Linked DNA regions of Sus scrofa: all the other regions are linked to region 5. Evidence: chromatin contacts called from public Hi-C, HiChIP or PLAC-seq and promoter capture Hi-C data. All regions are on one chromosome and are shown on one strand. The core of a region is the stretch at or near the end of the contact, and the rest is flanking DNA. Distances in the headings are between cores, read along the strand shown. Region 1 holds the start of TMEM39B (transmembrane protein 39B). Region 2 holds the start of EIF3I (eukaryotic translation initiation factor 3 subunit I). Region 3 overlaps KIAA1522. Region 4 holds the start of TXLNA (alpha-taxilin). Region 5 holds the start of BSDC1 (BSD domain-containing protein 1). Region 6 holds the start of KIAA1522. Region 7 holds the start of SYNC (syncoilin).

Region 1 (3,520 bases), core at 797-3,296, 250 kb after region 5:
GCCGGATCCTTAACCCACTGAGCAAGGCCAGGGATCGAACCCAAAACCTCATGGTTCCTAGTCAGATTCATTAACCACTGAGCCACAACGGGAACTCCTCACACTTCAACTTTATCTAATTCATTCGTTAACATATTTATTGTCTATCTTTCCCACTAGAACAGAAGATCAGTGGAGTCACTATCTTTTTCTTTTTTTTCTGGGCTGCACCTGCAGCATATGGACGTTCCTTGGCTAGAGGTCTAATTGGAGCTGTAGCTGCCGGCCTACGTATGCCACAGCCACAGCAACACTAGATTGGAGCCACATCTGTGACCTATGCCGCAGCCTGCAGCAATGCCAGATTTTTAACCCACTGAGTGAGGCCAGGAATTGAACCCACATCCTCATGGATACAAGTTGGGTTCTTAACCCACTGAGCCACAACAGGAACTCCAGCAGTCACTATCTTGATTTTTTTTTTTTTTTGGCCACACCTGTGGGACATGAAGTTTGCAGACCAGGGAACTAACCCATGCCACACCTGCAACCTGTGCCACAACTGCGACAATGTCAGATCCTTAACCCGTTGAGCCACAAGGGACTTCCTTGGTCTGTCTTTTCCACCGCTGTATCCTGTCCCCTTACCACAGTGCCCACCATAAAGCAAGGCTGCAATAACTACATGTTAATGAGGGAATGAACCCAGCAAGGTAGGTTTTCCACAGATTGGGAAACTCAGTTTTCACTGTGTCATAGGTAGTCTGGGAGTCTGGGGCTTGTGCTCTTAGCGTTGGTGAACACTGCTCCTTTTGGATACTCTAAATCTCTGTAGGCTGACACTTCTGGGTACTCTTGAAGTTTCTGCCTGCAGGACCCAAGATCCAGCTCAAGGAGCATCCTGGATTCTCATGGTCAGGTCCTAGGGCCTGAGCACAGTGTCAAGGATATGGGCTCTGGAAGAATGCTGGACCCACAACCTCTTTCTCTAGGCTTAGCAGCCTAGCCCAAGGTCCCAGGCACTGCCCTGCACAAAGATCCTGGGCACCACCCTAGTCCCACTGAGTTATAGCCTGTTCATATCTCCTCATGGCAGCACAGCAACCTACAACCACCCACCCACCCACACACACCCCTGCCCTAGCTTCTAGCCTGTAAGCTCTACACACACACACACACACACACACACACACACACCCTGCCCTAGCTTCTAGCCTGGAAGCTCTTCCCACACATCTCCAAAAAGTTCTTGTCCAGGAGCTCTGCCCCCAACCAGACCCCAGCTCCAAAGCTCTGTTCACGCACTACTGTTCCTGGCTTAGAAAACCTCACACAGGCACCTTCAGTCCGAATGCTCTGCCCACACCCACTCTCCCCTCTTTAGAAGCTCTGCACCCACATAAAGCCCCTCAACCCAGAAGCCCCACCCACACACACTTGTCAGCCCAGAAAACCTGCCTACAAGCCAATAAAAGCTCTCTCTGCCCAGAAGCCCGGTTCCAGAGTGGGGTCCCTTCTTCTGCAAGGTCTCCTTCCTGCTCCACCTCCCCCAGTACAAAGCCCCTGCAACCCCGAAAGTTTGCCCCTGCACTAGGGCCTACAGCACACGGACGCCTCTCTTAGCATCAAGGCCACGCCTACTGCCAAACCCCGCCCTCTCTAGTCCTCAGAGTGGGTCCTCACCAAAGCCCCCAGGAGCGTCTACATTTTAGAAGCCCCTCCCTCCGCTCCAATGTCCCGCCCCCACAAGAGGCCCCACCCGCAAAACGAAAGGAGGGGGCGGGGTCCCTCTGCGACCACATCCCCTCCCCCTCCCCTCGCCAGGATCCTGTCCGCGTGGGGGAGCAATTAGCAGCTTGGCCAACCTAACCCCCGAGCGCGCCCGTTGCCGGGCCAAGCCGGACCCGCGCTGCTCACCCATCTCCTCCCCCCGGCGTTTTCTGCTTCGCCGCCGCAGCTTCTGCGGGCAATATGTCGGAGGCGACGGCGGCCGGGAGAGGACTAACCGCCGCAGCCCAGTCCCCGGGTATCAGCTGCGCGCTACCGCTTCGCCGCCAAATTTGCATACAAGGCGGGCTAGCAGTTGGGGGCGCGCTTCTTAAAGGGGCCGCGCGGACAAAGGCAGAGCCGCGCGCTCTTTGTCTCGCGGTCCTCCACACCCTTCCTGCAGCTGCTGCCGAATAACCCAAGAGAGAGGGAAGCTGTCTCCTGCTCTTCCCTTGCGTACCTTCTCTCAGCTCCTCTTCGAAGATAAGGGAGGAGGTCAGAACCCCTCTCGGTTCCTGCATCCATGAGTGGTCCACTGGCGCCTCAAAACTCGCTTTGTCGCAAATTAGGCTTTTTTTTTTTCTGAACTCAGTGAATTTATTACATTTACAGTTGTACAATGATCATCACAACCCAATTTTATAGCATTTCCATCCGAAATCCCCAGCGCATGCCCCCACCCCCCAACCTGTCTCCTTTGGAAACCATAAGTTTTTCAAAGTCTGTGAGTCAGTATCTGTTCTGCAAAGTTCATTGTGTTTTTTTTTCAGATTCCACATGTAAGTGATAGCATTTGATGTTGGTGTCTCATTGTCTGAATGACTTCGCTTAGCATAATTTCTAAGTCCATCCATGTTGCTAAAAATGCTGTTATTTCTTTCCTTTTAATGGCTGAGTAATATTCCATTGTGTATATGCACCACATCTTTATCCATTCCTCTGTCAATGGACATTTGGGTTGTCTCCAAGTCTTGGCTATTGCAAATAGTGCTGCAATGAACATTGGAGTACACGTGTCTTTTTGAGTCACGGTTTTCTCTGGATAGATGCCCAAGGCTTTCATCTTTCTCTTTGGCCTTATTGTTCCTCCGTTTACCCCAATCAAAACCTGGGAGTCACTTCCTCTGTTCCATCAACCCCCACAACCAATCTTCCACCTAGTCTTGCTGACCCTAAGTTCTAGTTATTTCTCTTATCTGACCCTGCTCTTCTCTCACCACCTTAGTTCAAATCCTGATTTTGCCAGTTCCAAGACTTGAAATCTTGTTTCTTGCTCATTACTAGTAATATTCACTTTAAGGGTCTTGGTGAGGATTAAGTGAGATAATGCATGTAGAACAGTTTTGTTTTAGTTTTTTTATTTGTGCATGTGTGTGTTTTCTGTTTTGGGTTTGTTTTTTGTGGTTTTTGGTTTTTTGTTTTTTGTTTTTTTTTGCTTTTTAGGACCACACCCGCAGCATATGGAGGTTCCCAGGCTAGGAGTTGAATCTGAGCTGCAGCAATTGACCTTCGCTACAGCCACAGCCATAGCCACGTGGGATCCAAGCAGCGTCTATGACCTACACCACAGCTCACAGCAATGCTGGAGACTTAATTCACTGAGCGAGGGGGTGAGGCCAGGGATTGAACACTCATCCTCATGGATACTAGTCAGGTTTGTTACTGCTGAGTCACAGTGGGAACTCCTAGAACAGTTTGTTTTAAGAAAAGTTAGCCATCATTACTATTATTATGTTTGGCAAGTACTTAACACAAAGCACTCAATAAATGAGGT
Region 2 (3,625 bases), core at 659-3,158, 140 kb after region 5:
GACATGCTTGGTGTCCCCTGAAGAGGGTGTTAAGAAGCACGACAGAGCTCACCTGAACCCTTGTCCTCCTGGAAGGCCAACCTCCCAGACAGCCCCCTTCTTCTCTGATCTCAGAACATCATAACCTCCTCATCCAAAATGGAAACTTGTCCTAAATGTTCTCCCAACCGATGAATGGACCAAAAAGTAGGAGGTAGGTATCATTCTCTAAACCCACAAGAGCATCTCAAACTCCCAACTCCAAGTCAGCTGCCTCTCTGCTGCTGGCTGACGCTGGGAGCATGGACTCAGAGCACAGACAAGGATACAGTCAGCGTCCACACACCACACAGCACCGGTGTGGCCCATGTAGGTGCCCAGCCTCTCACCATTCACAGAGTACCATACATTGACAATCTGGAGGAATCAATGACAATGTGACAGCCTGACAGGTGTCCCAGCAGAGCAATGGCCTCCTATTTTCCTCCAGGGGCCCCAGCAGGCTCCAGCCCAGCCAGATTCTGCCCTCTCCTGCTCGTCTCTTGGGAAAGAGCAGGTGGCTGTTAAAAAAAGACCAACTCCTAGATTCTCCTCCTTCCCGCTGGGGAGTCTGAAGGCTTGCAAAAAGTCTCCATTTGCCACTATCCCAGCCAGTCCTTCCCCAGATTCCTAAACCCTCAGAAGAATAAAAGATCAAGTTGAGTGCCAGCCTAAAAAGCAGCAACTTTGGTGCTCTGTCCCAATGGGAGCAGGTGGTAGTAAGAAAGCCTGGGTTCCAGTCCCTGCTCTGCTATTCTCTCACAGTATTATCTCAAAATGAAGCCTCTCCCCTATGATCTTCGGTTTTCCCATCTGTAAAGTGGCCATGACAATAATGCCTTCTTCAAAGCATAGCTCTGCAGCTCTAACAAAATAATGTCTAAGCAATTTATAACATGAGTAACATTAATTAGGTACTCACACACACCAGGTACTGTGCTAAACTCCTTACCTGAATAATCCCCTTTAATCCTAAAGATAACCCCATGAGAGGTACTATTGCCACCTACATTTTGTGAAAAAGGACACACTGCATGGTGAATGCAGTCACGCTGCTCAGTCACACTGCTACTGAATGCAGGATTCAAACCAGGTCTTTTTGATTTCAGAGCCTCCAGTTTAGTCACTAGAGTTAACCTCCTCCATGTGGAGGTGCCTCAACAGGCAGTAATGTGAGGGGCTGTTTGCAGTCACTGACAGGGTAGGGCCCAAAAGAGCTGACTGAAATGACACCAGGGACATCTTCACTAAGGCCACTGTGTCTCTAGCTGCCCAAGGATCAACTTTCCCTTTCTACAGGTGGTCTGTTCCCCTATTTTTGTAGAATAGCTTTCTTTCCCAGAATGGTTTCCCCTCACCCCCCCCCCCGAGAGCTGACCTTCTTCCCCGTCCCCCTTCCACAATGGTATTTGCTTTTCTTCTCCCCGGCTACTCCTTCCTCCTACCAACAACTGAGTTTTTCCTCACTTCTCTCTCACCTAACCACGGGATGGTCTCTCTCTACTTCTCAGAACGGGGCGCTCTTTGATTTCTACCTCGCGGCAAAACTGGCTAGTCTACCCTTCGACCCAGCAGAAGCAACTCGCCCCCTCCCAGGCTCCCTCTGTATGTATGTCCCGCCGGCCCGCCCTCCGGCGGACGCTCACAGGGTCCTTGGCCACCGTGAAGAGAGGTCTCCCTCGCGGTTGTACTTAATCTGCGTAATGGACCGCTCATGGCCCTGCAGCAGGATCGGCTTCTGTGGGGACAGGACGAGAGTGTCAGTGCCCAAAAGAGGCCCATGCCCCAGCCAGGACCCCCATGGAAACACCTCCAACTAAAGAGAACTCACCATACCGGCGAAAACGCTGGGAAGGCGGCAACGTGAGTAGAAGCGGAAGAGGGTTTGACGCCACTTCCGGATTACGGGTCTCCGCCCTTTCTTTCCCGGAAGTGCAGAGGGGCGGCGTTGCCATGGCGGCGACCCTGGGTAGGCGGCCCCGCCCTTCACTCGGCTTTCAGACCCTCATCCGGAGCTCATCTCCTTCTCCATTTCCACCATCTAACCCGACCCCTGATGCAACCCCGAACCTGGGATCCTGGATCCATCTCCCCGGCTTCCCGGGGTCTGTCCTAGTGGCCAGACGCCCCGGAGCCTCCAAGAGGAAGAAGGGATTTGAGGGCGGGAGTGGGGCTGGGTGGCTGAAGGAGGGTTGGACCTGTGTGGTGGGCCTGCGGGGGGAGAGGGTGTCACTCGCATCTCCATCCAGGGCAAGTGCTGGCGCTGGTGCTGGTGGCCGCTCTGTGGGGTGGCACACAGCCGCTGCTGAAGCGGGCCTCCTCCCGCCTGCAGCAGTTCATGAGAGGACCTGGGTCCAGCAGTTGCTGCAGGAAATGAAGACCCTCTTCTTGAATACTGAGGTGCGTCTGTGAATGACCCCTCTCTTGGGGGTAGCCCATAAGAATTTGTTCTCTGGAGTCAGACACGTCTGGGTCAGAATCTGCATCCCACCACTTATTTACTAGAAGCTCTTGGATGAGTCCTTTGTGGGCCTTGAGCCTCAGTTTCATCATCTGTAAAATGGGAGTAATAATGGTAACAATCTTACTGGGCAGTTGTGAGGACTGAGTGAGGTCAGGCACATTAAAGCTCTGAGCATTGGGCCTAGTAACTAATTAGGGCTCAAATCTGTGATTCTTTGAGCTGTATTATTAGTATTTTATTTTTTGCTTTTTTTGGGGGGGGGTGCTGCACCCATGGCATATGGAGGTTCCCAGGCTAGGGGTCTAATCAGAGCTGCAGCTGCTGGCCTACACCACAGCCACAGCAATGCCAGATCCAAGCCATGTCTGAGACCTACACCACAGCTCATGGCAACGCTGGATCCTTAACCCACTGAGCAAGACCAGAGATTTAACCCACAGCCTCATGGTTACTAGTCAGATTTGTTTCCACTGCACCACAACAGGAACTCCTAAATATTTTAGTATTTTATTATGGTGATCCCTCCAACAGACCTTTCTTGGGGGAGGGCTTAGGTTCAAATTGGCCTTGTGGAGGAGGATAAGGAAGGATATAGAGAACTATTTCTGACCCCAAAGCTCCCTGTCTAAGCTAATGGGAAAGACAAGACATAGACACAACTGCCTCTTAGGCTAAGGGCTTTAGGTGAGGTACAGATAAAGTGCATTAGTTCAGAGGACGGAGGCTGGAGGTAGGAGACTGGGGGAAGGCTTTGTGGAGGTAGGGACATTGGCACCCAGAGACTTGCAGAATGGGGAGGATAGGAACCAGCAGGCTGAGAGGGAGGGCATTCAGGGCAAAGGCGTGGAACTCAGTGACTTTCCCTCCACCCTGGAAGGGTCCTTTTCAGAGGGTTTAGTCCCCAGGCTCTTATAGCCACCTCTCCATCCAAGGAAAACTGTATCTCCAAGTTCAAAGAAAGCAGCTAAGTTAATCACACTGACTGCAGTTTTCTTTTGTTTCCAGTACCTGATGCCCTTTTTCCTCAACCAGTGTGGCTCCCTTCTCTACTACCTCACCTTGGCATCAACAGGTGGGTCTTTGGCTTAAAACTGCTATGCGGTAGTGGTGGAGGCTACTCAGGAGAATCACTGTGGGGAGAAT
Region 3 (3,626 bases), core at 136-2,635, 250 kb before region 5:
GTGCTTGGGCTACCTCCGTGAACGTACACATTCACTCTTCTCGTGGAATTACCACCACGTGGGTGACTTTTTCTAGTTTATGCCTTAGCTCCTCGGCTAGACGAAGCGCTGCTTCTGGAGGGCGTTTAGAGTGGTTTCTGCCTCTCTCCATCCTCCCGCAAGTGGCACACGGCTTTGTCTCCTCTGTTCTTTCCTAGTTTTCCAAGCTGGTTCTTTGACTCACTCATTTTTTTCTGGCTATAAAATGAGTTTTCATTGTATAAATGTCTAAAATGTAGGGGAAAACAAAGAAAAGAAAATATCCATCGTCCTGCCACCCAGAGATCCTGGAAAATGTCATTAGTGATCATTTCCTTCTGCACTTTTTCTCTGCCCAGCAGTAATAATATAGTTTCAGTTTGAGGTATTACCATGGGTTTATTCTGCTTTTTTAATTTACCTTTATGCCTCAAAAATGTCCCCATCTTTTTAAGTATTGAGGGGGGAACCTCATCACGTATGTGGTGGTATATCATAATTATCATCATTTAACCAAAACTTTATTAGATGTCGAGGTTAAGTTTTTCCCTCTTAGAGTGCACTGATGGCTGGCCTAGTTCTTTGTACTTGTTCATGATTATTTTCTTAAACTAAATCCCTAAAAAAATGAATTTAGCTTAGGCAAAAGACACCTCAAAGTGAAAGCTTTTCACAAACTGCTCTCTTAGAGCAGCTGAGTTACTTTATAGTACTAGTAGTATAAGAGTCTTTGTTTTCTTGCAGGTCCACCACCATCACTACATAATCGCTTTTTGTTTTTCTTGTCCAGGCTGACTTTAAAATTTCTGAGGAGTGCATCGCACAGTGGAAGCAAACTAACTTCATGACCAAGCTGGGGTCCATCTCCTGTAAATCGCTGAAAGGAGGGAACATCAGCTAGCCAACCCTGTGTCATCCTTTCTCCCGTCATCCCGAGTCATCTGCCGTCTCCTTAATTTGCTCCATCCATCCATCACCCATTTACCCATCTCTCAGGACACTGAAGCAGAAAGTTTGAGACTCTGATAGGGGCAGGACTCAGTAAGGGGCAGCTCAGCCTCCCCAGAATCCAGGATCATCCTGTGTGCCTGCAGGGAGAGGCTGGCCTGCCAAGTAGTGATGAGGGCAGGGGAGCACGGGAGTCCAGCTCTGCCTTCTACCCCTGGCAGCTGACCTGAGAAATCTGGTTTCAATATAATAATGTAACTCAAAAAGTTTATGCCACAGTCCTTCTAATTGGAAAAATATCGGTTGCCAGTTTTCCTAGAGTTCTCCCAGCAGCTGTGCCTCTGGCTGGGAGCTGTGCCTGTACTGGGCTAATTACAGCCTCTCCCCAACAGGAAACTGTGGGATTTGAAAAGGAAAGGGAAGGGAAAACAGAGAACCTAGTGGTCTACCAAGTGGTTGGCAGCTTTCCCCAGTGCCTGCCAGCCCTGAGGCTTTGCTCCTGGAATTTTCCTTGATCCTGCTGGGTGGGGACCCTCCCTAAACCAGCTGTGTGTTGTTAACATCAGAATTAGGGTGGGTGGCACAGCCTGGGTTTTCTTAGGGAGGGTGGGGGTACTTCTCCATCAATCAGAACCACTAAGCATCACTGTCATGAATTCAAATAAAACGTCTGGACAAGGATATGTGGATGGGACCGGTCAGTGAGCTGGAACATCTCAGGAGGGAAGCACACAGTGTGTAGCAGCTTCTGGGCCCATCGCCCAGCCGAGGGCTGCTTGGATCTTGGGCTTTTGACCCTGTAAGGGGGCAGGCAGGGGCGGACGAGGCCGGACAGAGGACACCTTAACACTGAAAGGCAGTGTTAAACAGAAGAGGCTCGGTTTCCGGTCCAAAACATTCTCCCTTCGAAATGTGGGCCCAAAGCATTGCCCTACCCTGCCCCATTAAGCAGCAGCAACCACAGCCAAGTTTTAATCATTTAATTATTTAACACCTTCAAATGAAACCCACACAGAGTTCTTCCATGTGTCTCACTCCAGCTTCAGGGGAGAGGGAATGAATTGCTTATATAGACATATCAAAGACTCAGAAATTTAAAGAAATATATATATATATGTATGTATATATACATACTTCTCTAACATTTTTATGGAAAGTAAAAATCAGAGGCTTTTGGTCTCCATGTGCACTAGGTCAAGCTCATCTGCCCCAGAGGCCAAAGAAGGGCTGCCTCTTCCCGAGACCCGCCCTTCTCCTTTGTACTCCGTCCCACCCTCCTTGTGGGGAAACCAGCTCGGAGGATTCTAACTGAAGATAAGGAGCTCAAGTACCACAAGGAGGGCTGGCCCAGAGATCCAGAAGGTGGGCACCCTCCCACCTCCAGCAGCTCTGAGGCTGCTGCCAGGGCCTGGCATCCTGTAAGCTTTGGCCTGGTCCTGGTTCTTGGTTCCCCAGGGGGTTGAGTCAGGAGCTCTGAGCATAGCAGTGCTTCCTGACCGTCCTCTTTCCCCACCTCACTGGTCAGGAGCAAGACATGCCCAACAGCAGCTCTCCGTTACCCAAAGGGCAAGGTAGGAAAGGGGTTATAGCTACAGGGAGAAGACGGTGAGAGAGAGCTCTCAGCCCACATCCCCTGTTCCTAGCTTTTGTCCTGGGAGGGGGTCAGCCTCACTTCTGGGTAGAGGAAAAGCAACTGAAAGCAAGGTTCCCTGCCAGTCTTAAGCCCAAGCCACTGTTGTCCTCAAGGACCAAGGGAGGGCGGCCCTGGTGACAGCCACACTGCGGTGGAAGGAGGCACTAGGACCATCCCCATGGAGCCGCTGGGGCCAGTGTGGAAACCAGCTAACCCAGATAGGTGGCGCAGGTTGAAAAAGGAAAGGTGAAAATTCCCGGAGGAGCATAGCAGGGGCTGCTATCAAGGGGGGCCTACCCAGCCGGCCCCTAGGAGTGCTGAGTGCCCCCACACGGACTAGGAAGGATCTGGAATAGAATGCACCTTTGCTTCCCATCCTGTCACTTAGCATCAGCTCCCCACAGTGGAACCACCTGTGCTGAAAAGCAGCTGCAGAAAGGACACGCCAGAGCAGCAGAGGAAAGGAGGGTCAGGGGATGAAATCCATGCGGCCAGGTCTGGGCCCGCTGGCCAGATAAGCTCCTCCCGGCCAGACCCTCCCCTCCATCCGTGTCTTCAATACTTCCTGTCGAGCTGAGAGGGGTGAGCTTTGCCACAGCCCATGGGCTTCTCCATCTGAAGGGTCGTGCTGGCCCACCCCTACCTGATCAAGTGGAGCCAAGTGCCCCATGAGATAACTCCCTACTCTGCTCTGCTCTCTGAGGACAGAACGAACCTGTGGGCCCCCCTCTGGTTCCCTCTCCCTCACTCCCTTGGGCCCTGGCAGCTTCCTGCTTCCCGTCCCCTGCGTGGAGCACCTGGCAGACCCTAGAAGGCAGGAGGGCGGTTGGTGCTAAGTTGAGGCACAGGAAGGCTAGCCCCCGCTGCACCTTTTGTGCTTTGGAATTCCACAGCCCCACTCCCGCCTCAAGCCTGGAGAAGCCTGCGGGAATACGACTTGCCCACCTCCAAGAAGAAAAGGAGCAAGCTAGATCAGAGGAGGGGGACAGATTGGTCCCAGCCATGGGCTGGCTGCTGGGGACTGATG
Region 4 (3,423 bases), core at 157-2,656, 180 kb after region 5:
ATTCATGAAGACTCAGGTTCGACCCTTGGCCTCACTTAGTAGGTGAGGGATCCTGTGTTGCTGTGACTGTGGTGCAGGCTGGCAGCTGTAGCTCCAATTCGACTTGAGCCTGGGCACCTCCATATGCCTAGGGTGGGGCCCTAAGAAACAGAAAAAAAAGAAAAAAAAAAAAAAGTTCCAGAAATGCCTCAAATAGGAATAGCAGTTACCCACTGCTGAAAGTGGTGTTTTTGATTTGCTGGTTGGGTGCCTCATTTGACTGCCAACCTGACTTAATCCTGTCAGAAGCTTCTCTCAGGAGAGTTCTGTCCCTGTGCTTAGGGTGGGAGGCTCTATCAACTCCCCAGCGCAGAGTGGGCACTCAAGGACTCAGTGGTGTCCTCCCCTCATTCTACATTTCCTCCCTTCTGGATAAACAGTGGCCTTGGCTTCTAACCCCAGAAGCTAGACTGACGCACCATAAACTCCTCCCCCTGCCCATTGGAAAAGCAGAGCTGGCACACACCCTCAGCCTTCCCTGGAGCCTGGCTGGTGGAACCTTCAGCTTCTGTCGTGGGAGCAGACTGGCTGGGCCGCCCCTGGCCTCCCTCTGGTCCTGCTTCCGGTTGCCCCGGGGTGTTTTTGGGGTTGGAAGTGTGGCCAGATTGCTTGGCAGCCCCATTCTTTTTGTCTTGGTTCTTCATTGTTGTTTGCAACGTTAGGTTATGAGCAGAACCTATAGAAACAAATACACTTGCTATTTTCCAGACTTTAAACAATTCTTCGCAGCCTGGATCTGATATCTCCACACCGGACCCGCAAAGCTTCTTAAACCGACCGGCCTTCCTCGGATGGGAGCCAGTGGGGCTCCCTATCTCTGGTCGGTCAGGGAAGTCTGGTGTGCCCAACAGCAGGGGAGAGGAGGCCTCCTTTTTCCCCGAAGCTACTTCCCCGGCACAACCCAGCCCTCTCACCACAGCCCGTGCGCCGGACAGGCTCAGGCCCAGGGACTGACGTGGCGGGACGCTGGATTCCCGGTTCCTCCCCGCCCCCCAGGCCCCACGTGTGCCCACCCCCCCGCGCGCGCGCGCAGCCACCCACGCCCCGCGCGCCCTCCAGCCGCGCGCTCCGCCCGCGCATGCGCACAGGCCTCGGCCCCTGCACTCCAGCCCGAGTCCTCGTGCGGAATCGGCGTAATTCCCTGAACCGTCCGAAGGCGTCGGGCCCCGGGCCCTCTGCTTGCCTTGTACCCCTAACCGACGCAATACGCACCCCACCGCCGACGTCCCGACGGCTTCTCCTGCTCTGGCCTCTCACCGGAAACCCTGGGTAACTGCTGCCGGCAGAGCCGCCTGCTCGCGCCGCGGCCAATCAATAGCCCGCGCTCTCGCGGGGCTTGCTGGGAAAGTTGAAGCGAAGGCGGCCTCTGAGGCGGGTGAGTTGGGAAGGCGGAGTGGGGGGGTGGAGGGACAGAAAGGACTACATGTCCCTCCATGCACCGGGCTGATCCCGACTCCCAAGCTGCAACAGGGCTTTCGTTCTTGGAGCCCAGACCCAGGAGGTCCGAAAGCAGCCAGTCATTCTGCACTGGTACTCACGTCAACCTCCTTTCCATCACGCAGAAGTTATGATTCAGCTCCCAGAGCCTTGCGCCTGGCTGCTTTTTCCCCGCACACCTCAACCCCGTCCTTCCCTCCTGCTGAGGATATCTGTGACTATCTAGGAACTCTGAGGACGAGGGATAAAATACGGTGCTGGACATCAGATCTGTATTCCTTCCAGTCCTAATTTCATCACTAATTTGTTATGTGACCGGGCATTCTTTTCATTCCCAGAGCCTCGATTTCCGTATTCCTATAGAAAATTTTAATAACAGTAGTTCTTTGAATGCTAGCTTTCCCAGTAACTACTCCAGATAAATACTGTAGTATTTGTTACTCTCAATTTACACCTGTTAGGTGATTGTCCAAGGTCACATAGCTATTGACTGATTAGAGCAGTTTCAAAGCCAGGAAGTCTGGCACCCATCTCAACTACTGGACTACCCTGCTTCTTACTCAGGAAGAAATAATCACCATGATGCGCTTTCCTTGAGGGTGAGTCAAGGTAACTTGGAAAAGTAAATACTTAATTTCCCATCCCCATTTCCACCTTGAGTCCCTCTTTGGAAGGTGCTGAGGCCCTGTAAGGGGAAGTTTGGTTTCAGCAGATTCCTGAGCCTTTTCTTTGGCCCACTCCTACCAAGTCCCAGTTGCACTGGTGCTAAAGGGGAAAAATAGCCAAGCTTTTCTCAAAATGTGAAATCACAATTCTTTTTCCATTTGTCTGTAGACAACAGAATAAAACACAGCAACCTATGTGCTTGGATTTTTTTTTTTTTTTTTTTTTTTTTTAAGGGCTGCACCTGCGGCATATGGAAGTTCCCAGGCTAGGGGTCTAATCAGAGCAGTGGCTGCCAGCCTGCACCACAGCCATAGCAACGCCAGACCCGAGCCACATCTGTGACCTACGCTGCAACTCATGGCAATGCCAGATTCTTAACCCACTGAGTGAGGCCAGGGATCGAACCTGTGTCCTCATGGATGCTAGTTGGATTCTTTACCTCTGAGCCACAACAGGAACTCCTGTGCTTGAAATTTAATGCCTAAATGGTTTTGCTTTTATTTCCTGTCAATCCTCCTCATCCCCTTGGCCTTTTAAAAAAAATTATTAAAGCGTAGTTGATTTACAATGTTTCGTCCCCCTCTGCCTTTTTTGTTCCAGCTATACTTTTACTGTTTCCAGGATTTCCCAGGTTTTTGCAGGTGCCATACCATTGTCGATGAAAAAAATGTTACCTGCCATATCAGTAAACAAAGGATGTTGCAGCCATCAAGCCATCACATTACAGCTGCCCAAAGGTGAGCCCTGGGGGAACTCAGGGTAGAAACAAATTGCCTGCCATCTAGCAGTCTGTGCTGCAGTCACCCTCCCGCCCAAGCCCATAGAGCACCCTGAGGAGACTCAGGATGAAAAAGCACCTGATAGTGGCCCCAGTTAGCTGAGTTGCATATCAAAGGAAATAAGCCCAGACTCTTGCATCTTCCCATACACAGAAAACTGCTAAATTCCTTAACTTGAAGTATCAGGTTTTCGTTTCTTTTCTTTTTCTTTTTGTCTTTTAGGGCCACACCCTCGGCAAACGGAGGTTCCCAGGCTAGAGGCTGAATTGGAGCTGTAGCTGGCTGGCCTACACCACAGCTACAGCAGTGCCAGGTCTGAGCCATGTCTGTAACCTACACCACAGCTCACGGCAACACCGGATCCTTAACCCACTGACTGGGGCCAGGGATCGAACCTGCATCCTCATGGATGCTAGTCAGATTCATTTCCTCTGAGCCATAATGGGAACTCCTCAGGTTTTCTTTAATTAACAGTAATTTACCTGCTGTTTGTTGAAAAAAA
Region 5 (3,664 bases), core at 15-2,514:
CACTCAGTGCGTTAAGGATCTGGCGTTGCCGGTGAGCTGTGGTGGGTCACAGACGCAGCTCGGATCCTGCATTGCTGTGGCTCTGGCGTAGGGCGGTGGCTACAGCTCTGATTCGACTCTAGCCTGGGAACCTCCATATGTCGCGGGTGCAGCCATAGAAAAGGCAAAAAGACCAAAAAAAAAAAAAAAAAAAAAAAAAAAAGGAAAGAAAAGAAAACAGCGAAGAACCTTGAGGAGATGCCTGTGAGGTAGAAGGAAAGTCAGGAGGTCATGATGTCCTGGAAGCCACGTGAAGAAAATGAACATAAAAGGAAAGAGATCAGTTGCATTAAATAAGATACTATAAAGAGCTGAAAATTGGTCATTGCCCTTGGCACCCTAGCAAAAGTGATTTAAAGTACAGTGGAGAGGTAGAAACCTCACTGAAGTGAGCTCAAGAGAGAATGGAGGCGTTCCCACTGTGGCTCAGTGGGTTAAGGTCCTGACGGCAGCAGCTGCGGTGGCTTTGGAGATTCAGGTTCAATGCCGGGTGCACTGGGTTAAGGATCCACACTGCCGCAGCTGTGGCATAGGTCGCAGCAGTGGCTTGGATTTGATCCCTGGCCCAAGAACATCCATATGCGGCAAGTACGAGTGAAAAAAGAAAAAAGAGAGAATGGAGGAGTTTGTTGCAAAGGGGAACAGGGAAATGATGAGGGTCAAGTTTTTGTTTGCTTACGATGGGGATAATAAAAGTATACATGATGACACAAATAATCCGGTAAAGAGGGGAAAGAGAACGCAATGGGGGAAAATAATTACTAAAGCTACGCCTTCAGACAAGAGGTAATGGGATCCAGTACAAAGTATGAGGATGCAGGTGCAGGCAAGCAAATGAGGCAGCATGGGCAGTGGAAGCCTGCTCTGGAAAGTGTCTCCAGCTCACACACACACACACACACACACCCCACTACACACTCAATCCCCTTCCTCCAGACTGTCTCCGGATTTCTCCAGATCCCATCCAGCTCACGCTATTCTGAGTTAAGTCGCCAAGAACTGAGGTAACTAAATGTGTGTCTCCCCAATATCCTGAGACCGTCTCCCGAGGCTGCATCGAAGTCACTTCTGAATTTTCCTCCAAACACCTCCAAGCCCTGGCCCAGAGCTCCGCAAACTGCGGTTGCTGAATTAGCCCAAAGAGCCCCAGGCAGCTGCTACGCTGCTGGTTTCATAAAGGGGGGCGGTCCTAGCCTTGAGCTTAGGGCCTACGGACATTCGAGCAGCGGCCAGGCTCGCTCCCTTTATTCCTCTACTCCCAGCTCTCTAAGCCCACAGCCAGAGGGCTGATCTTGGTCCAAAGCGGCCACCGTATCGCATGTCCGCTGATATCGATAAAGGTTCTAGGTTGGTGGGGTGGGGCTAACAGTGAGGGGGAGGGGCCTGAAGACGAAAATGGGTGAGGATTGGACCGAGCGGAGTTTAAGTCCGAACTCTGGACGGAGACTAGAGGCAGCTTAAAGAGGCGGAGCCTAGTGAAGGAGCGGGGCGGAGATTGGGCTGAGGGCGGTGTCGGCCTGAGGATTGGGCCCCGCTCTCCGGGGCGGTGCTTGAGGGGGCGGTGCCGTGTCGGAAGTCAAAGGTCAGTAAATAGTGATGATGTCATGCGGGCAAGATGGCGGAAGGGTGAGCCCGTCATCTAGTTCTCGGGCGTTGGGCCCTGAATTCTCCCAGGGTTGGGGTGCTGGGCCAGGGTCCCCGCGGGGAGCTGGAGGCCAGCGTGGGCGTGGACGGAGCTGAAAAGGCGGGGAGTCGCAGAGTGAGGGGGTGGGGAAGCGGCTTTCGAAGCCTCGGTCCGCGGGCCACATCTGAGGGGGAAGCTGAGACCCGATTTTTGCGCGGGCGAAAGTCGCACCGCGGGGCCGCCAGATGTGTCTGTCTTCCACAGGGAGGACGTGGGATGGTGGCGGAGCTGGCTGCAGCAGAGCTACCAGGCAGTCAAGGAGAAGGTAAGCCGGGCCAGCGCCCTTTCTAGGGTAGGGCCCCGCGCCGCCTCACTGCAACCTGGTCCGAGCCACCCCGCCTGACCTGTGTGGCCGCCAAGCCTCTGGGATGAAACCGACTGAGGCCCTACTTTTAGCTCCTGTTGGTCTAAGGGAGAACACAGCCCGACTCAGACCAGTGTCTAACTACCGTGAAATAAAGACAGTCTTAGAGGCTGGAGCGACCGTGTCGTGGAAACCCATGGGAAGGAACTATTTATTTTTGCTTGGAAAGTACACAGCTTCGTAGAAGAGAGAACATTTGATCTAGACCTTGAAGAAAAAGGATTCTAGAAATAGAAGCTTACTCTTATATTCATTCAAATATTAAGAGTCTATGCCACAGCCAGCACTCTCTGACAGGTCCTGAGGATACCGATGTTAGCCAAACAGATGCAGTCCTGGGTCTCCCAAAACTCAGTCCAGTGGGGAGACAGCAATCCCTGTGGGATGAGTGAGACTTGGCTTTGCCAGTGGACAGTGCCCTGTGCATTCCTGTTTCATTCCATGCTAGTTTGTCAAAACCAACCCAACTGAATTCTGGAAAAAGTTAATTACTATTTACCTCAAGCAACTGGGGTGAGTCCTGCTTCAAGGCTGACTCCAGGAGGCTTCCCTCCTACAGCCCAGCAAATCTAAGAATGCCTGAGGTGTTTATGTTGTTGATGAAGACTCAGAGAATTTCAATCTGAGGCGTAATGGAAGAGACCCCAAAGTAGCTTGCTTCTTGTTGAGCAATCTGCTGGAAGGAGTCTGACATTCATTTAGCGAATGTGGTATGAGGGCCTCTTGTGTGTGACTCTCAAGGTTGGTCTTATCATGACTCACAAAAATTAGTAGTTAACTAGCCTTCCATCTTTGTTTTCTTATTTGAATTTAGGGGAGTCGGTGTTGTTTCTGCCTTTGACAGTTCCCCATTTGGAAAGAAAAGATTTAATTTTCTACTTCTCTATCAACCTGGGCAAGTGATTTAACCTCTCAAGCCTCAGTTTCTCATCTGTAAAATGAGAGTCTGGTAATACCTGATAGGATTGTTCTGGAAATTAAATATGTAAAGGTAAAGCACAGAGAACAATACCTAGCACATAGTAAGTACTGTATAAGCCTTAGCTATTTTTATTAAGTACCGAGAGTGATGAGGAAACCTCTCAAATACCACCCGTCCATTTTTCCTTCCATTTCATTCTTGGTCTTTCAGTGCTTACCTGCCTTGCTCCCCTTCCTATTCTGGCTCCATCTGTACCACTCAATTCCCAGCATCCCTAATTCTTTTGTACCCCATAGCATATATTGCCCTAGAAAATACAGCTCTGAGATGGTACTGTAATCTGCCTTCCTCTGCTCCTTACTTCCTCCTGGAGTGTGTGTGTGTGCTTGCCCACAGACAGTGGTAGGAAAGTCACGTTGCTCTTTGGCCCTACCACAGGTTCCCCAAACTCATCTGGGCCCCTCACCCCCAAACCCCTGCCCCAGCAAGTTTTTTCAGTCTCATCTTTGCTTCTCCCGTGCCTTGAGAAACTTTGCCCAAATCTAACTCTCCCCTCAAGTCCCCTGTTCAGCCACTTCCAAGAGACAACCTATCCTCCTACTTTTTAAAATTGGAAGTCAACAGCAGGATCTCTCTTCACTCCTTCCCCACCCAG
Region 6 (3,554 bases), core at 175-2,674, 220 kb before region 5:
GTACACCGCCATTTCCTCACCTCTGGCAATGCAGCAGGAGCACAGGCAAAGTAGACTTCCTAGGACAGCAGGCCCCAAGGGAGCCCCACCCTCTAGCAGAGACTCATTCCCTCCCTCTCCAACAGGAGACAGAAACAGAGAGGAAGATGAGGGAAGGACCAAGCCAAGTGGCCAGAAGAAAACGGACCCCAGCAGGGATGGGCCAGGTCAGCCACCCTTCCCCTCAGGCTGCCATCCATCAGGTGGAAGGCGCCTAGAGGCAGGGGATTAATTGTAGTGTCTCAAGTACCCAGCCTCCACCCAGGTACAGCCTCTCCATTAACTTGGGCCTCAGTTTCCCTCTCCAGCAAGCACACTTTCGACACGTTTCGACACGTTTCTACCAGGGCTGGGGGAAGGAGTGGTGGGAGAGGCCTTTGGCTCCTATCTTGAGCTCACCACCCCAGGAGGTGGATGTTTGCGGTTTGGCCCAGGTGAGTGGTGAAGGGGGCCAGATAGGAAACGCTAACACTGTGAAGAACCCAATGCCTGTCGTGCTCCGTGCTGGGTCCTTTGTGGGGATGGAAACCCAGATCCACCTCCAAGGCTAAACCACCTTTTGAGTCCGGTCGACTTTCCAGACCCAGAGGGACCCCCACCAGAGATGCGAGGCCATTTGCCTCTCCCATTGGCCCCAGGCCAGAGTCAAGTCTCTGACCCCCTGACTCAGCAGAGGGCAGAAACCGAGCGAGCTGGGGGAGGAGGGGTTGCCCCACCATCCCCAGAGCCTGGCGGCCAGCACTTCCTGCTTAAGCCTGGGGATCCCTGCCCCAATTGGAGGGTCCCCTCCCACTAGAGCAGAGCTGGGCTGAGTCTGGGAAATTCTGGGGGCGGGGCGGCGCAGAGGAAGGGTGCTCGGGCTGAGCCCTGGGCTCCTCACTTCCCCAGCACCGGCGCCTAGGAGTCACCCCCCTCCGACACGCCGCGGACCCCCAGCGGCGTCACCTTGGCCGCACCCTGGGCGCCGCCCGGCGCCTGCCCAGGTGCCCGGCCGCCTTACCTCGGCCTTTACCCTTGGCCCTTCTGGCTTTGTCGTCCGCCTTCTTGGCCCGGGGGGCGGCCGGTTCGGCACCCTCGGCTCCCGCCGCCTTCTTCTTGCGCCGCTTGCCCCGCAGCCAGCTGAAGGCGCGGCGGAGGCCGGACGCGCCGGAGCGGGACTTCTTCCTGCGCGGGGGACCGCCGGGACCCCCCGGCTCGTCGGCCGCAGGTGCGGCCGGGGGCTCGCGGGCCGCCATGGCGCGGCGGGCGGACCTGGCGGCGGGGGTCAGGCCCCCTGCGGCGGGGCGCCCATGGACCGGGGGCGCGCGGGCAGGCGGCCGCCGCGGGGAGACGCGCCCGGAGAAAAGTTTGGGCGGCGGAGGCAGAGCGGGCGAGCGGGCGGGCGGCGGGAGCGGCGCGGGAGGGGCCGCGGAGCGGCGGGCGGGGCGCGGAGGCCGGGAGGCACGGAACCGGGAGGGAGCGGCCGCGGGGCGGGGGCGGTGCTGCCGGCGGCCCCTCCCCGCCTCCTCCTGGTCCGCGGACCCGGTCCGGGGGCTCGGGGGCTCGGGAGCTGGGGAGGGCGAGGTCGGGCCCGGAGGGAAGACGGTCCGACTGGGCCCCGGACGAGAGGGCGGGGTCGCAGGGCGGGACCGAGGTTCTGTTCCGGAGTGGGCACTGAAGAGAGCTGGGTCCGGAGAGGGAAGTCCGGGGACTGGGGTGGGGGTGCTCAGGATAAGGAGGAAGAGAAATGTTGGGGTTGGACCCCAAGAGAACTCGCTGTCCCGAGTGTGGTTCGGGTCGAGATGGGGGGTTCTGCAATTCGTTTTCTGGGACTTGGGAATCCTGAGAATGTTTCCAAGATTCGGGCAGTATTGGAGGTTTTGCTCTATAGACAGACTTCAGACCCACCTGAGACCTGGGACCGGCAGTGGGCCTTTTTCTCCCATCTGGTGACTGGGCAGTCTTCCTTCACTCCTTTCTCCTCCCTCGACACATCCTCCCCCCAGCCTCTATCGGTCCTTGGTGTGGACCTGGGACCCATGCTTCCTGGGTTGGAGCTTCATCCTGCGGTGCCTGGAAATGAGGAGAGCCGTGCCTCAGTTTACCCTTGGGTCAGGCTGTGAGTCCCCAGAGCACTCCTGCCTGGGTCTAGATTTTCCATTGGGGTGCTCAGCCTGAATTAGAGCTGATCTTGGACTTGAAGACACAGCTTTATAAGGTGCTTTGAGATCCTCTGCAGGTGGCAAGTGTGACTGAAGAAGCTGGTAGGGAAAGGAAGCCTTTAAGAATCAGGAAACTGCTGTGCTTGTTTCCTCCATGCTTCTGGCTCTTTATTTACCGTAGCTGACGGAGCACTTTTATATCATCTGATCCCACCACAAGCTAGAAGGGAAGCAGGGCAGGGAGTGATAGCCCCATAGCACAGAAGGGCCAGGAGAGGACAGTGGTTGCCCAAGAGCCCAGAGGTAGTCAGCAGCAGAAGAGCTAAGACCAGCAATCTAGGTCTTATCTCTGCTTGGTCCCCAGGAGCTAGAAATTGCCCTAGGGGCCAGCTATGGGTTCAGACCTCTTGAATTCCCTCTCTGGGTTCCCAGAAGGGCCAAGTGATCACCCCACCAGTTAGAATTTGTGCTCATCACCCAACCTGACCCTGGCCAATTAGCTTTCTCCTGGTCCTCGGCCAGCCCACTCAGCCCTGGAGTCGTGTAGATAACACGCACCCTAATATTGTAGAATGATCACGGTGCTCAGTGTGGCCTCTCTAACTTACCTTAGCCCCCTGAGTGGCCCCCAAGGGGTCAGCTGTGAAAAACCTGGTCCATCACTGACACTCACTCCCCGACCTGGGCAGCTGGGTAGGTCACTGTCTCTGCTGGGCTGAGTTTCCCATCTAACCACTATTCATTTAGTCCCATCCCTCAATCCCAGAGCTCCCGTTCTGGGTCAGGCACTGTGCCACGTACAGGGATCACCCTGGGCCTTCGTGGTGCTCTCTGTCCAGCTCAGCACTAGCCCTAAGGGCCCTGTCTCTCCTTCTGGTGGTGAGTATCAGAGGCAGAGTGTTATAGGCAGGCCTGAGACTTGGAGAAAGAGTGATGCACAGGGCCTTGGCCTTTTGGATGATCTGGATGCATGGCAGGGAGGAGAGAGGGAGACATACTCTGGCTTTGTTGGTTGTTTTTTGTCTTTTTGCCTTTTCTAGGCCCGCTCCCCGCGGCATATGGAGGTTCCCAGGCTAGGGGTTGAATCTGAACTGCAGCCGCCGGCCTACGCCAGAACCACAGCAACTCGGGATCCGAGCGGCGTCTGCCACCTACACCACAGCTCACGGCAACGCCGGATCCTTAACCCACTGAGCAAGGCCAGGGATCAAACCCGCAACCTCATGGTTCCAAGTCGGATTCGTTAACCGCTGCGCCACGAAAGGAACTCCAATACTCTGGCTTTTGGAAGAGGTGATCGGGAGAGGAGTGTTGGGAAGTCTTGCCCCCTACCAACCCTTTCAGCCCCTCCTTTCTTCCTGGTGGCCAGGACTG
Region 7 (3,456 bases), core at 30-2,529, 190 kb before region 5:
ACACATCCGCTTGCGAGCGCCCCTGATGCTCTCACCCTTCAGTCCTCAAGTCACTTCTAGGCACAGTCACACACACACACTGTATACACGCCCCTCAGCCCAGTCACGACAGCCACAGCATGGCCACGCCAACACTCCACAACCAGCACCAGCACTACTCAAAATCACCGCCGCCTCGCTATACAGTCACACGCTCCTATGCCCACTCACAGGCATGTACCCCGCCCCCCAGTCATCACAGGGTCACGCGTGGACACACAATGCCAGTCTCCCCGCCACACTCCATACGCACAAACACGTGGCGTTCATACAGTCGCCAGCAGGCACAGAGATCCCAACACACAGCCCACATGCGTTCAACAGAGCCGCACTGCTGCCCCACCCCCACCCCTCGCTGCAGGCCTCTCTGATTAAAGACATCCAGCCCCTCCGCTTGTTATGGTGCACAGCATTCTTCTGCGATTGAGTCAAAGAGCTCCCCAGACAGAGGGGCTAAGTGGAAAAAAGGCATCAGGAGGGAGAATGCCGGAGGCCCAGGTCTGGAAGGGGCCAGACAGCTTCTCGCTTAGGGAGAAAGCAAGCCTTCAGTGTTTAAGTTTGATCCCCACACTGGTGGACTTCGAACTTGGGGAAGGGGAGCGCGCCTTGGAGTGGACCGCACTGCGGGCGGGGGTGACAGGTGGAGCAAGCGGAGAGACCCCAGGAAACCTCGCAGCGCAGGGGCGGAGAGCGGGTTAAATACGGACTCAACCTCAGAGGCTCCAACCCTCCCGAGCAGTCCTCCCACCGCCCTTCTCCAGGCTCCCGACTGTCCCCAAATGGACGGGGTGTGGCGTTACCCCTCCTCCTCCAGCCCTTGGCGACAGCTGCGGGGCACAGCTCTCAGGCGCCGGGGGAATCGCAGGGCGGCGGCGGACACCCCTGAACTCCTGCGGGCGGCGGGCGGGGTGCTGGGTCCCTCGAGGTCCCCAACCCCACACCCAGCCCCCTCCCGGGACGGCCGGGCAAGGCAAGCGCTCCCCTGGAGCTGCAGAGCCACCTTCCTCCCCGCACCCCCGCAGCTAGGACCCTTGAAAGGGAAGGGTGGAGAGAGAGAAGGTTCGGGAAGACCTAGGGATGGCCGGTTTTGGAGACGCCGACCCCCCATACCCTTCTCCCCCGGCTGGTCCCGGGAGGGGCGGCCTCTCCCCGCCCCTGGGCCGCGCGGCCGCTCCCTCCTCCCGCGGAGGAGCCCGGGCCAAGTGGGCGCGCCCGGCCCGGGGCCGGCGGGATCCGGTGTCGGCTGCAGCTGGCAGTGCTGCTGGCGGGCGCGGGCGGCCCGCGGGGCCGGCTATTAATACCGCGGCCGCCCAGCCCGGGTCGTGCAGCCATGGCCAGCCCGGAGCCCCGGCGCGGCGGGGACGGCGCCGCCCAGGCCGCGAGGTAGGAGCGTCCCGGGCCCGCGTCGCCGCCTCTGGGGAGGGGGTGCCGGCGGGATCCCCTCCCCCCGCGAGCGCCTGTCGCCGGGGCGGGGGGCGGGGCAGGGGTCCAGCCGGGGTGGGGCACGGGGCGGAGCCACCGGCCAAGGGAGAGCGGGGAGTCCGGCCTGGCCAGCACCTCCGTTTGTCTGGGGCTTTTTATAGTCCCCCCTCCCCCTCCCACGGGCGGCGTGAGGGTTAACCCCTTTACATTAGAGGGCATCAATCGTCAGATGCCCTTCGGCCCACAGGGGCCAAAGACGCTACCCGTTTTCTTTCATTCCTCACCCCAAAGGCAAGTGGAGATGGAGGCCTCCAGCTGCTGAATTCGCCCTGTGGAAGATGCTTGGTGCAAGGTTGGGCAGCGGCCAGCTTAGAGTTGAGAGTTCAGGAAGCTCATTCTCTCTGGTCCAGGGCCTGGCATGGTGTGGGGGCAGGGTCTCCTGTCCTAGACCCGCAGGAGGGCCTTGGCTGGCCAGGAGCCCTGGAGGGGAGGCTCTGTCCCTCCCTCCCTCCCTCCATCCATCCATCCCTCCATCCATCCTCATAGTGAGCTTGCCACTGGTTAGGGGGAAGGGACCTGTGGCTGAAGGGTTTGAGGTGAGGAGGCAGCGTTTCCGCCCCAGGTTAGCCTGTAGCCCTGGACTTCCTACTGTACCAAGAGGTAGAGGTGCAGATACACACACGTGACGCCCCTCCACTGTCACAGTTTGACACATACACTCACTTGTACTGCGGTACCCACATGTGGGTACACACGGAGCCAGCCACACACCAACTCAGGCCTGCACAGGGTCACAAACACTCCAGCCATAGCCTTGCTGGACAGGGTAGGGAGCTGCTGGAATACTTGAGGGACAGGGACGGAGTGGCAGAGGTGGCCCAAGGAAACCTGAAGTCAGGGGTCACAGCTGAGCTGCCTCCCTTGCCCCCTACCTCCCATCATCACCTTTTTCCCCCAGCTCCTTAGAGAGAGGCAGCTGTGTGAGGGCAACACCTAACAGAGGCCTGGCACTGTGGGTGGGGTGACCGAGGCAACATGGTGTGTGGTAACAGCGCTGCCTGCGAGTCAGGAGACCTAGGTTCTACTTCCAGCTTTGCCACTTGACCTTGGGCAAGTTTCCCCCTTGGATCTCAGTCCATTGCTGCCTGTCTTCTACAGAGCCCCACCCTGGGGTATAGAGAAAATAACTGCGCTTGTCCTTAGGAAATGGACTGTCAGGGAAGATAGACCCAGGCACTTCCATAATACAAAGCACTTAGTGCAAAGATGAGCTGCATACAAAGTGCCTTGAGAACACGAGAATGCAGGTTGTCTGGGAGATGCTTCACAGAGGAGGTGGAGTTTGAGCAGGGCTTGAGGGTATGTAGAAATTTGTTAGCTAAATAGATATAAATATATTTTGAATGCCAGGGCCAAGCTCTATTATATCTGCAGTAACTGTTTGACTTCTTTCAGACCTCATGCCTATTCTAAGAGGAGAGTGATAAAAAGGAGCTCTGGCTCTGGAGCCAGACTGCCAGCCTTCTCTAGGCTCCACAATTTACAAACTATAGAACTTGGAGATTTTTTTTTTTTTTTTTCTTTTTAGGGCCACACACGCGGCACATGGAGGTTCCCAGGCTAGGGGTTGAATCAGAGCCACAGCTGCCGGCCTACACCACTGCCCCAGCAACAGCAGATCTGAGCCGCATCTGCAACCTATACCACAGCTTATGGCAACGCCAGATCCTTAGGCCACTGATTGAGGCCAGGGATCAAACCCGCAATCTCATGGTTCCTAGTCAGATCATCTCCACTGCGCCACCATAGGAACTCCAGAACCTTGAGATCTGTAGTCCGCTTTGGTTTCCTCATCTAAAAAATAGGGATAATAGATGAGCATTGTATAAAAGAGTATTCTGGTAAAAGAGTACTCATCTAAAAATTGGGGATAATAGATGAGCATTGTATAAAAGAGTATTCTTGTGCCTGGAACACAATTACATCATTCCAGGG

What was found. Promoter capture Hi-C pulls out the DNA fragments that hold promoters and counts their contacts. A called contact is a pair of places that touch in the nucleus more often than the background predicts. HiChIP or PLAC-seq counts read pairs in DNA pulled down with a chosen protein or histone mark.
Region 1: a promoter capture Hi-C map of liver shows a contact between it and region 5, with 3 times the contacts expected there. The contact joins the promoter of TMEM39B here to the promoter of BSDC1 in region 5. A contact is called at or near these places in 1 of 5 promoter capture datasets (liver) and 1 of 2 datasets of contacts at active chromatin or transcription factors (alveolar macrophages).
Region 2: an H3K27ac HiChIP or PLAC-seq map of alveolar macrophages shows a contact between it and region 5. The contact joins the promoter of EIF3I here to the promoter of BSDC1 in region 5. A contact is called at or near these places in 3 of 5 promoter capture datasets (fetal liver and liver), 1 of 47 Hi-C or Micro-C datasets (epiblast stem cells) and 2 of 2 datasets of contacts at active chromatin or transcription factors (alveolar macrophages and skeletal muscle).
Region 3: a Hi-C map of fetal skeletal muscle shows a contact between it and region 5, with 4 times the contacts expected there. The contact joins the enhancer-like site here to the promoter of BSDC1 in region 5. A contact is called at or near these places in 3 of 5 promoter capture datasets (fetal liver, fetal skeletal muscle and liver), 19 of 47 Hi-C or Micro-C datasets (adipose tissue, alveolar macrophages, brain and 11 more) and 2 of 2 datasets of contacts at active chromatin or transcription factors (alveolar macrophages and skeletal muscle).
Region 4: a contact with region 5 is called in a promoter capture Hi-C map of liver, with 4 times the contacts expected there. The contact joins the promoter of TXLNA here to the promoter of BSDC1 in region 5. A contact is called at or near these places in 1 of 5 promoter capture datasets (liver), 1 of 47 Hi-C or Micro-C datasets (liver) and 1 of 2 datasets of contacts at active chromatin or transcription factors (alveolar macrophages).
Region 6: a promoter capture Hi-C map of fetal liver shows a contact between it and region 5, with 2.5 times the contacts expected there. The contact joins the promoter of KIAA1522 here to the promoter of BSDC1 in region 5. A contact is called at or near these places in 1 of 5 promoter capture datasets (fetal liver), 3 of 47 Hi-C or Micro-C datasets (fetal liver, heart right ventricle and omental adipose tissue) and 1 of 2 datasets of contacts at active chromatin or transcription factors (alveolar macrophages).
Region 7: an H3K27ac HiChIP or PLAC-seq map of skeletal muscle shows a contact between it and region 5. The contact joins the promoter of SYNC here to the promoter of BSDC1 in region 5. A contact is called at or near these places in 4 of 47 Hi-C or Micro-C datasets (embryonic fibroblasts, epiblast stem cells, omental adipose tissue and 1 more) and 2 of 2 datasets of contacts at active chromatin or transcription factors (alveolar macrophages and skeletal muscle).

What each region holds. Positions count from the first base shown.
Region 1 is chr6:88,583,817-88,587,336 of Sscrofa11.1, reverse strand. It overlaps TMEM39B (transmembrane protein 39B), which reads right to left and starts at 2,046. Exons shown (of 9, transcript XM_021095796.1): 1 at 1,897-2,046. The coding sequence starts at 1,900.
Region 2 is chr6:88,694,209-88,697,833 of Sscrofa11.1, reverse strand. EIF3I (eukaryotic translation initiation factor 3 subunit I) reads right to left here and starts at 1,908. Exons shown (of 12, transcript NM_001244624.1): 1 at 1,850-1,908; 2 at 1,690-1,756; 3 at 1,665-1,687; 4 at 309-396; 5 at 1-17. The coding sequence starts at 1,852. It overlaps TMEM234 (transmembrane protein 234), which reads left to right and starts at 1,957. Exons shown (of 6, transcript XM_003482013.4): 1 at 1,957-1,987; 2 at 2,268-2,348; 3 at 2,351-2,418; 4 at 3,488-3,554. The coding sequence starts at 1,972.
Region 3 is chr6:89,086,145-89,089,770 of Sscrofa11.1, reverse strand. KIAA1522 reads right to left here. Exons shown (of 8, transcript XM_021095815.1): 8 at 1,931-3,626. YARS (tyrosine--tRNA ligase, cytoplasmic) reads left to right here. Exons shown (of 14, transcript XM_013999119.2): 14 at 809-1,649. The coding sequence ends at 919. Among named protein-coding and RNA genes, the nearest start is that of KIAA1522, 29 kb to the right of the region's middle. Within about 2 kb of position 1,385, at least 6 of the 83 cell types and tissues checked have an H3K27ac peak or open chromatin away from gene starts, as enhancers often do. A contact at or near this core is called in fetal skeletal muscle, where this site is marked.
Region 4 is chr6:88,658,034-88,661,456 of Sscrofa11.1, reverse strand. It overlaps TXLNA (alpha-taxilin), which reads right to left and starts at 1,406. Exons shown (of 11, transcript XM_003127774.6): 1 at 1,252-1,406; 2 at 506-715. The coding sequence starts at 683.
Region 5 is chr6:88,836,808-88,840,471 of Sscrofa11.1, reverse strand. It overlaps BSDC1 (BSD domain-containing protein 1), which reads left to right and starts at 1,264. Exons shown (of 12, transcript XM_005665183.3): 1 at 1,264-1,621; 2 at 1,928-1,988.
Region 6 is chr6:89,056,727-89,060,280 of Sscrofa11.1, reverse strand. KIAA1522 reads right to left here and starts at 1,424. Exons shown (of 8, transcript XM_021095815.1): 1 at 1,040-1,424. The coding sequence starts at 1,274.
Region 7 is chr6:89,024,130-89,027,585 of Sscrofa11.1, reverse strand. It overlaps SYNC (syncoilin), which reads left to right and starts at 1,279. Exons shown (of 5, transcript XM_013999124.2): 1 at 1,279-1,422. The coding sequence starts at 1,370.